Linked DNA regions of Salmo salar: region 2 is linked to region 1. The links are chromatin contacts, called in public Hi-C maps. All regions are on one chromosome and are shown on one strand. The core of a region is the stretch at or near the end of the contact, and the rest is flanking DNA. Distances in the headings are between cores, read along the strand shown.

The links. A called contact is a pair of places that touch in the nucleus more often than the background predicts.
Region 2: a Hi-C map of muscle shows a contact between it and region 1, with 5 times the contacts expected there. The contact joins the promoter of nme3 here to the promoter of amdhd2 in region 1. A contact is called at or near these places in 2 of 3 Hi-C or Micro-C datasets (gill and muscle).

Annotation. Positions count from the first base shown.
Region 1 is chrssa03:49,491,807-49,495,184 of Ssal_v3.1, reverse strand. amdhd2 (amidohydrolase domain containing 2) reads left to right here and starts at 1,660. Exons shown (of 12, transcript XM_045714906.1): 1 at 1,660-1,943. It overlaps LOC106600680 (a long non-coding RNA gene), which reads right to left and starts at 1,892. Exons shown (of 6, transcript XR_006769155.1): 1 at 1,641-1,892.
Region 2 is chrssa03:49,697,440-49,700,798 of Ssal_v3.1, reverse strand. It overlaps nme3 (NME/NM23 nucleoside diphosphate kinase 3), which reads right to left and starts at 2,089. Exons shown (of 5, transcript NM_001141368.1): 1 at 1,946-2,089. The coding sequence starts at 1,988.

The DNA of each region.
Region 1 (3,378 bases), core at 411-2,910:
TGAAAACTTGTTCTCAAATGGCCTACCTGGTTAAATAAAAAAAAGGAATTTAAAAAAATCCTGTTTGCGTTGCACCAAACGACGAGCATCACAAACACTGGGAATCTTCCCCTTCAGTTGGTCAACTTACACATTTACCCCTACCCCAGTAATCACTCCTTTCAATAGCACCATTTTCTTGAGCGCAAAACAATTCACATCTCTTGCCCCCATTCATTTAACACAGAGCGCCTCTACCTCTGACCAGCAGAAACATAAACAATTATCACAAGACCACTTCTGGTTACCTTCACTGATTCCATAGCACCCAACTGTTTTCACCCACCCTGAAACCACAATTGGATTAGCCAAAAAGGTTGTACAAGTATGCTAGACATTTATAGAATAAATACATAGTTTGATGTTTCTGTGACAATCAATTAATTACTTATTGATTTATACAGTTTTAAATGGCATTTGATAGATTCTATGTATTTCTATCAAATCAAAACTGGAATTTGTATTCAAAACAAAGGTTGTAAAAGTATGCTAGACATTTATAGAATAAATCATATCTATTTTTTTGTTTGTTTCTGTGGTAATCAATTCATTAGTTATTGATTTTTACCATTTTAAATGGCTTTTGGCGAACGTCTGTTGATACGTCTGTTAATTTCTATTCGTAAGAAACTATCGGTCTTGGCAATACATTTTTAGAGTCTGAATACATAAACACTTTACATTTCTATTCATAAGAAACTATCGGTCTTGGCAATACATTTTTAGAGTCTGAATACATAACCACTTTTTATTTCACAAAACAATGGCACATTAAAAACTTGACTATAAAACCAACTTTACCTTGGTAATTCGTCACTCGTTCATCCTGCAATGATTGTGTTCTCAGGCACCGGTAGGTTGTGGATGCTTTATATGCGCTGCAGTCAATTATGAGTGCATGTTTACTTATTAAATATATGATTATTAATATTCGCCTACTGCACTGTATGATAGCTAGCAAATTAATTAGCTAACTAACGTTAGAATGTCTAGCTGGAACTTCTGAAGGAAAATGATAACCAAACAAAGAAGCGTTTACTTTTTGCATTAGTACCACAATTGATAACTTATTTGCATTCGTTTATACTTACACTTGTATGTTGACTTCTCCATTGATGCTGTTTTTAGGTTTTCCCGGACTTTTTAATATTTTTATTTAATTAATTAAATTAATGTATTTAATTGATCTAACTTGGCAAGCCAGTTAAGAACAAATTCTTACTTACAATGACGGCCTACCCCGGCCAAACCCAGACGACGCTGGGCCAATTGTGCGCCGCCCAATGGGTCTCCCAATCACGGCTAGATGTGATACAGCCTGGATTTGAACCAGGGACTGTAGTGACGCCACTTGTACAATCGTCGCGAATTGAATTATGGGGAGTTTCAGGCCCCGGAGTGAACATAATTGTACACTCGCAAAGCCGACTAAAAACGAGGGCTGCGGGGCTTACGTTGCAAACGTCCCTTGCTTGGCTAATCATTTGGACCACCCACTAAGATGGCGAGGGTAAGTGGACTTAGGGTGTGTCTTTTTAAGTGTTTGGACCGTAGGTTGAGTTTGAAACGCAGCCTCGATGTTCTTCTTTATCAAGACCTACCGTGGCGCTCTTCCAACCACCATCCTCCGCCGCCTCTGGAGCTAACGCTCTCTGCCAGTCCTCAGACCCTCCTATCCGCAAGTTACTACGAGAGCTTTGCTCCGAGTGGAAACGCTAACCGGATGCTTCAGATTTATACATCCGCTGAAACATCATTGTTCTTTGTTACGTGTATCCTAGCTATTTCGCTTCTGCGAGTCCTGTTCGTTGTTTTGATCAGCTGACTGCAGCATTCTCACATGATTCCATCCGTCTACAGTTGTTGGAATTCTCACTGACTGCGACTTGACTGTCTTCTATGGGGCAAGTATTCGATTTATTCAAAAGAAAGATGAGCTATCTTATTCGTTTACAGCTGAGATCATACCAACGTTTTCATGTAAGACATTGATGTACGTTTACATGCATAATAATAATTCTATATTAAACTGCTTACGCCGACTATGCAAATGGTCATGTAAAACCTTACTCTGCTTATCTTACTCGGTGTAAGGTCAAAATTGAAATAAGCGTACGCCGAAATCTTTCGAATTATTCCGACATGTAAACAGCTTAATCGGCGTTCCAGCGGTATATTTGTTCTGCGCATGTGCAATCACGATCTTGTGCGCGAGTGACTTGTGTTCGGAAAAACTGAAAGTATGAATCATATAAATATACTTAACTAAAATATTAATGCAACAATTAAGATTTTACTGCGTTACAGTACATATAGGGAAATAAGTCAATTGAAATAAATGCATTAGGACCTAATCCATGGATTTCACATGACTTGGGAGCCAGGCCCAGCCACTGGGAGCCCGGCTCAGCCAATCAGAATTCGTTTTCCCCACAAAAGGGCTTTATTACAGACCGAAATACTCCGTTTCATCAGCTGTCTGGGTAGCTGGTAGCTGATGATCCCGCAGGTGAAGAAACCGAATGTGGAGCTCCTGTGCTGGTGTGGTTACACATGGTCTGTGGTTTTTAGTCTAGTTGGACATAATGCCAAATTCTCTAAAACGACTTTGGAGGCAGTTTATGGTAGAGAATTGAACATTCAACAGCTCTGGTTGATTTTCCTGCAGTCAGCATGCCAATTGCCCTCAACTTGAGACATCTGTGGCATTGTGTTGTGTGACAAAACTGCACATTTTAGTGGTGTTTTATTGTCCCCAGCACAAGGTGTACCTGTGTAATGATCATGCTGTTTAATCAGCTTCTTGATATGCCACACCTGTCAAGATTGTCTTGGCAAAGGAGAAATGCTCACTAACAGGGATGCCCAAAAAAATGCGCAACATTTGCGAGAAATAAGCTTTTTGTGCGAATGGAAGATTTCAGGGATCTTTTCCTTCAGCTCATTAAACATGGGACCAACACTTTACATGTTATTTTTGTATATTTTTGGTCAGTATAGTTTTACACTTAAGATATGACTGCCGTTGTGCTATTGAATTTCAGAATTCTGTATTATAAATTCTATACATTCGTTCATACTGGATTAAGCGTAGATTTTCTTAAACTGTAATTTAGTTAGTTATGCTCCAGCTTTCCCTCCACCTTGTGCCAACATCAGTTCTTTTTATTAAGTCTTGGTTCCAATAGTTTATTATTTTTTTTTCTAAGAGATTGTCAGTTGGATATACTCTCTGCAAGGTTTTGTATATCTTCTCTGTCATATGAACATAATTTTCTGACTCGAATAAGATTCCCTTAAGGTTGCTCTGATGTCCAAAAGATTTCAAATACACATTTT
Region 2 (3,359 bases), core at 840-3,339, 210 kb before region 1:
TACACCTAATATCAGTCCAAGCAAGTACAAGCAATAAAATATCACATCTATTACTACAATATCTCATGGCCAATTTAATATGTTCTAGAGAGGATTTAGTTAACTGTTGAGCTGAGCAGGTGTCGGATTACACACACCCCCACACCTTCGATAAAGTGTTGCTTGTAAACCATACCTTTTGGCTTGCGTGAAATATGAAATAGCACCTTACCATCAGATTCCTCAATTCGTGCATGTTTTGCCTCCAAATCCTCATTTTCCCCCTGCTGAACAGGCAATGACCGTTTTCTTCGTCCCATATCATAGAATTGCTTGCGCCGAGGTGCTCTTGTGTGAGTGCCACCAACCAATCAGATTGCTAGCGTCACCGGCGCTAAACCCCGCATATTACTACAATTCCTCTTATTAAAATCTGATTACATAACCCTAACCTTAACCACACTACTAACCTTATGCCTAACCTTAAATGAAACCAAAAAGCACAATTTTGTTTTCATGAATTGTTTTGATATACTGTAGGCCTAGACAATTTTGACTTTGTGGCAAATAGTGAAACTGGATACAGTGTCCGTGATGTAATCGTTGTAACTATGTTACAGCAAAGATGATGGGTACACTGACAAAATACATGTCTCTCCGCCCTAACAATTGGAGTCATTGTCCACAAAGAAGAACGGCAGGCTGACTAGCTCCCGCCTATCGTTTCTTTGGATTGGTGGACACATCTCATTGTAATATTCGACGAGGGTTGTCGATGTCAACCGCCCGTATCCAATGAAGAGATGCTATGCTACTAGCCTCATGATATGAATATGCATAGCCATCTCGCGACAATTCCGATAGTGTTTTTTCTCAAAGTTGCCAGGATATCACGTGTCCTACTTATATCAGTACACTCAAAACAATGTGTGCATTACAACACTTATTCGACCAAATAAGCCATTTAAGTTTTTGTTGACCAAATTTCGACACACTCATTGACCTCCATACAAAAACTCCTTGCTTGCTAAGTAAAACAACACCACCTGCTGGAGGGAGACAGATTTTCCGCCGAGTTTGGCCACTCCCTTCCTCTTCCTATCTGGGTACAGCTGGCACGATCACGTGATCAGTGCAGGTTTTTGTGAAAGCGTTGCTCGGTTTCCACTAGTTACCACAGCCACAAAGTCAGAATTGGCTGTACAAAAAAACAAAATTGTGCTTCATTTAACGTTAGGAATAAGGTTAGCAGTGTGGTTAAGGGTTATGTTGACAATCAAAATTTAAGAAGATAAATTAAAGAAATTGGCGGGGTTATTTCTTTGCGGCTGTGGTAACTAGTGACAACCCATTTGCTTTGTTGCTTGTGGTGCTTTCAAGAGAACTGGGAACTCGGGGAAAAACGAGGTCAAATCATGACCTCAGTGATCTTCAGCTCGAACATTCGGAGCTCTAGAAAGAGGCTTTTACCCAATCGGAGCTCGTCTTTTCCCGAGTTCGCAGTTGTTTTGAATGCAGCATTAGAACTCCGAAGCGTAGACATAGGAAAGCACTATAAAGACAACTTCTTGTGACGATAAATAGGCTATCAACGCATTTGAATGGTAATGTAGCCTATGAAAAAGCCAATGTGACAGCGGCTATGATTAAAACCGGCTTGAACTTCTACCCTGGCCCTCCAATATTGGCAACTTACGGAACAGCAATCGATCGACGATCACACAAATGTCACAAGGCAATAGAGTCCCACTCCATTCGCAAAATAACGCTGAACCTTCTGCTACGTTCATACTATGTAGGCCTACAGTGTCAGGTGAAAACTTGAATGACTATAGCTGCGAATACTAACCACTACCGCCAGTCTGCTGCAAGCAAACCAGTATCGAACATATGCAATGCATTTAACTTCAATCAACACTATGAAATTCAGGAAATGTCATATAAACCCATAATAAGTGCAACCAACCTGTTTGGAAAACACTTGCCAATATAGTCAAGAGGAAAATCATCGTTGCATCATCCACGGGGAAAAAGTGAAAATAGAGAAGAAAGTCCTATACCTTCACGTATCTTCGGAAGGCAGCCAGGAAGTAGGGCGCGAACGCGCACTGTGTGGAGTGATTCATGCCATAATTCAGCCGAGTGAAGCTACTGATACCTTTCACCAAGTTACCGAACATCTTCCTAGCTTCATAAGATACCGCCATGCATTAACGTGGACTGTCAATGGAGACAAGGACTGCAGTCCAAACATGTTAATTTGACCCTGGTTGGTATAATTTGTGGAACGTTCCAAGAGGAATCTGTTCCAAAATCTTCGTAAATAACAAGGTTGCCAACAAATAACGCATACAAAGTTGTATCGCGGTGGAATTGGATACCGGGTAGGGAGTGTGCTATGTATTTACGTGTTTCATTCACCACGTTTATTCCCGAAAAATTCATTCTGGTAGCCTCCACCATTTCTCGTTTAATGTTTTAGTTATTATTTCCGGTGTGTCGGCATTCGGCCAGTGAACTCTACTGCGCCTCAATTAGGCTATCGTTATGGTTAACATGTAACTTAACTAATGACTGCTAGCTCCAATATTTTATTAGCTAGGTGGCTTGTACACAATTGTTACCGATGATACTGTATATACCAGCCTACTCGTAATACAGAAACATACATTGTATTTTGCCAAGTTCTCTCTGTGTTAATCCTGTTGCCCAAATATAGCAGGTAACTTCTGTCTGTGTCGAAGATGTTGTTGAGTTCAATTTAATATATGCTTTGACCTATTTCAGGTAACCTCAAGATCCTTGACTCACTACAGCTGCTTTTGAAGAACTTTCCAGTCGTTTGTGCTTTACATTCCGACTTTTGAATGTCTGTTTATTGGACATGTATATTAGTGTCTAATAAAAAATAGCAATGTATGTAAAGCATCCTATCTGTTTTAGGGTTATAGTGTGGTGTAGTTCCACTTGATGTCCACTAGGTGTCAGCATAGTTTCAATAATATCACACCAGGTTCACAACATGTTTTCATGTGTAACAGATCAAATCAAATTGAATTTGTCACATGCGCCACATACTACAGGTGTAGACCTTACAATGAAATGCTTACTTACAAGCCCTTAACCAACAATTGAGTTTTAAGAAAAGTACGTGTTAAGTAAAAAATAATACATAAAATTAACAATAATAAAAAAGCAGCAGTAAAATAACAACAGCGAGGCTATATACAGGGAGTACCGGTACAGAGTCAATGTGCCGGGGAACCAGTTAGTCGAGGTAATTGAGGTGTTACTTTCAAGTCCAGTGGTGTAAATTACTTAACATAAATGTATTTAAAGTACTCCACTACATTATATATATATACTGTATTTCTCTGCAG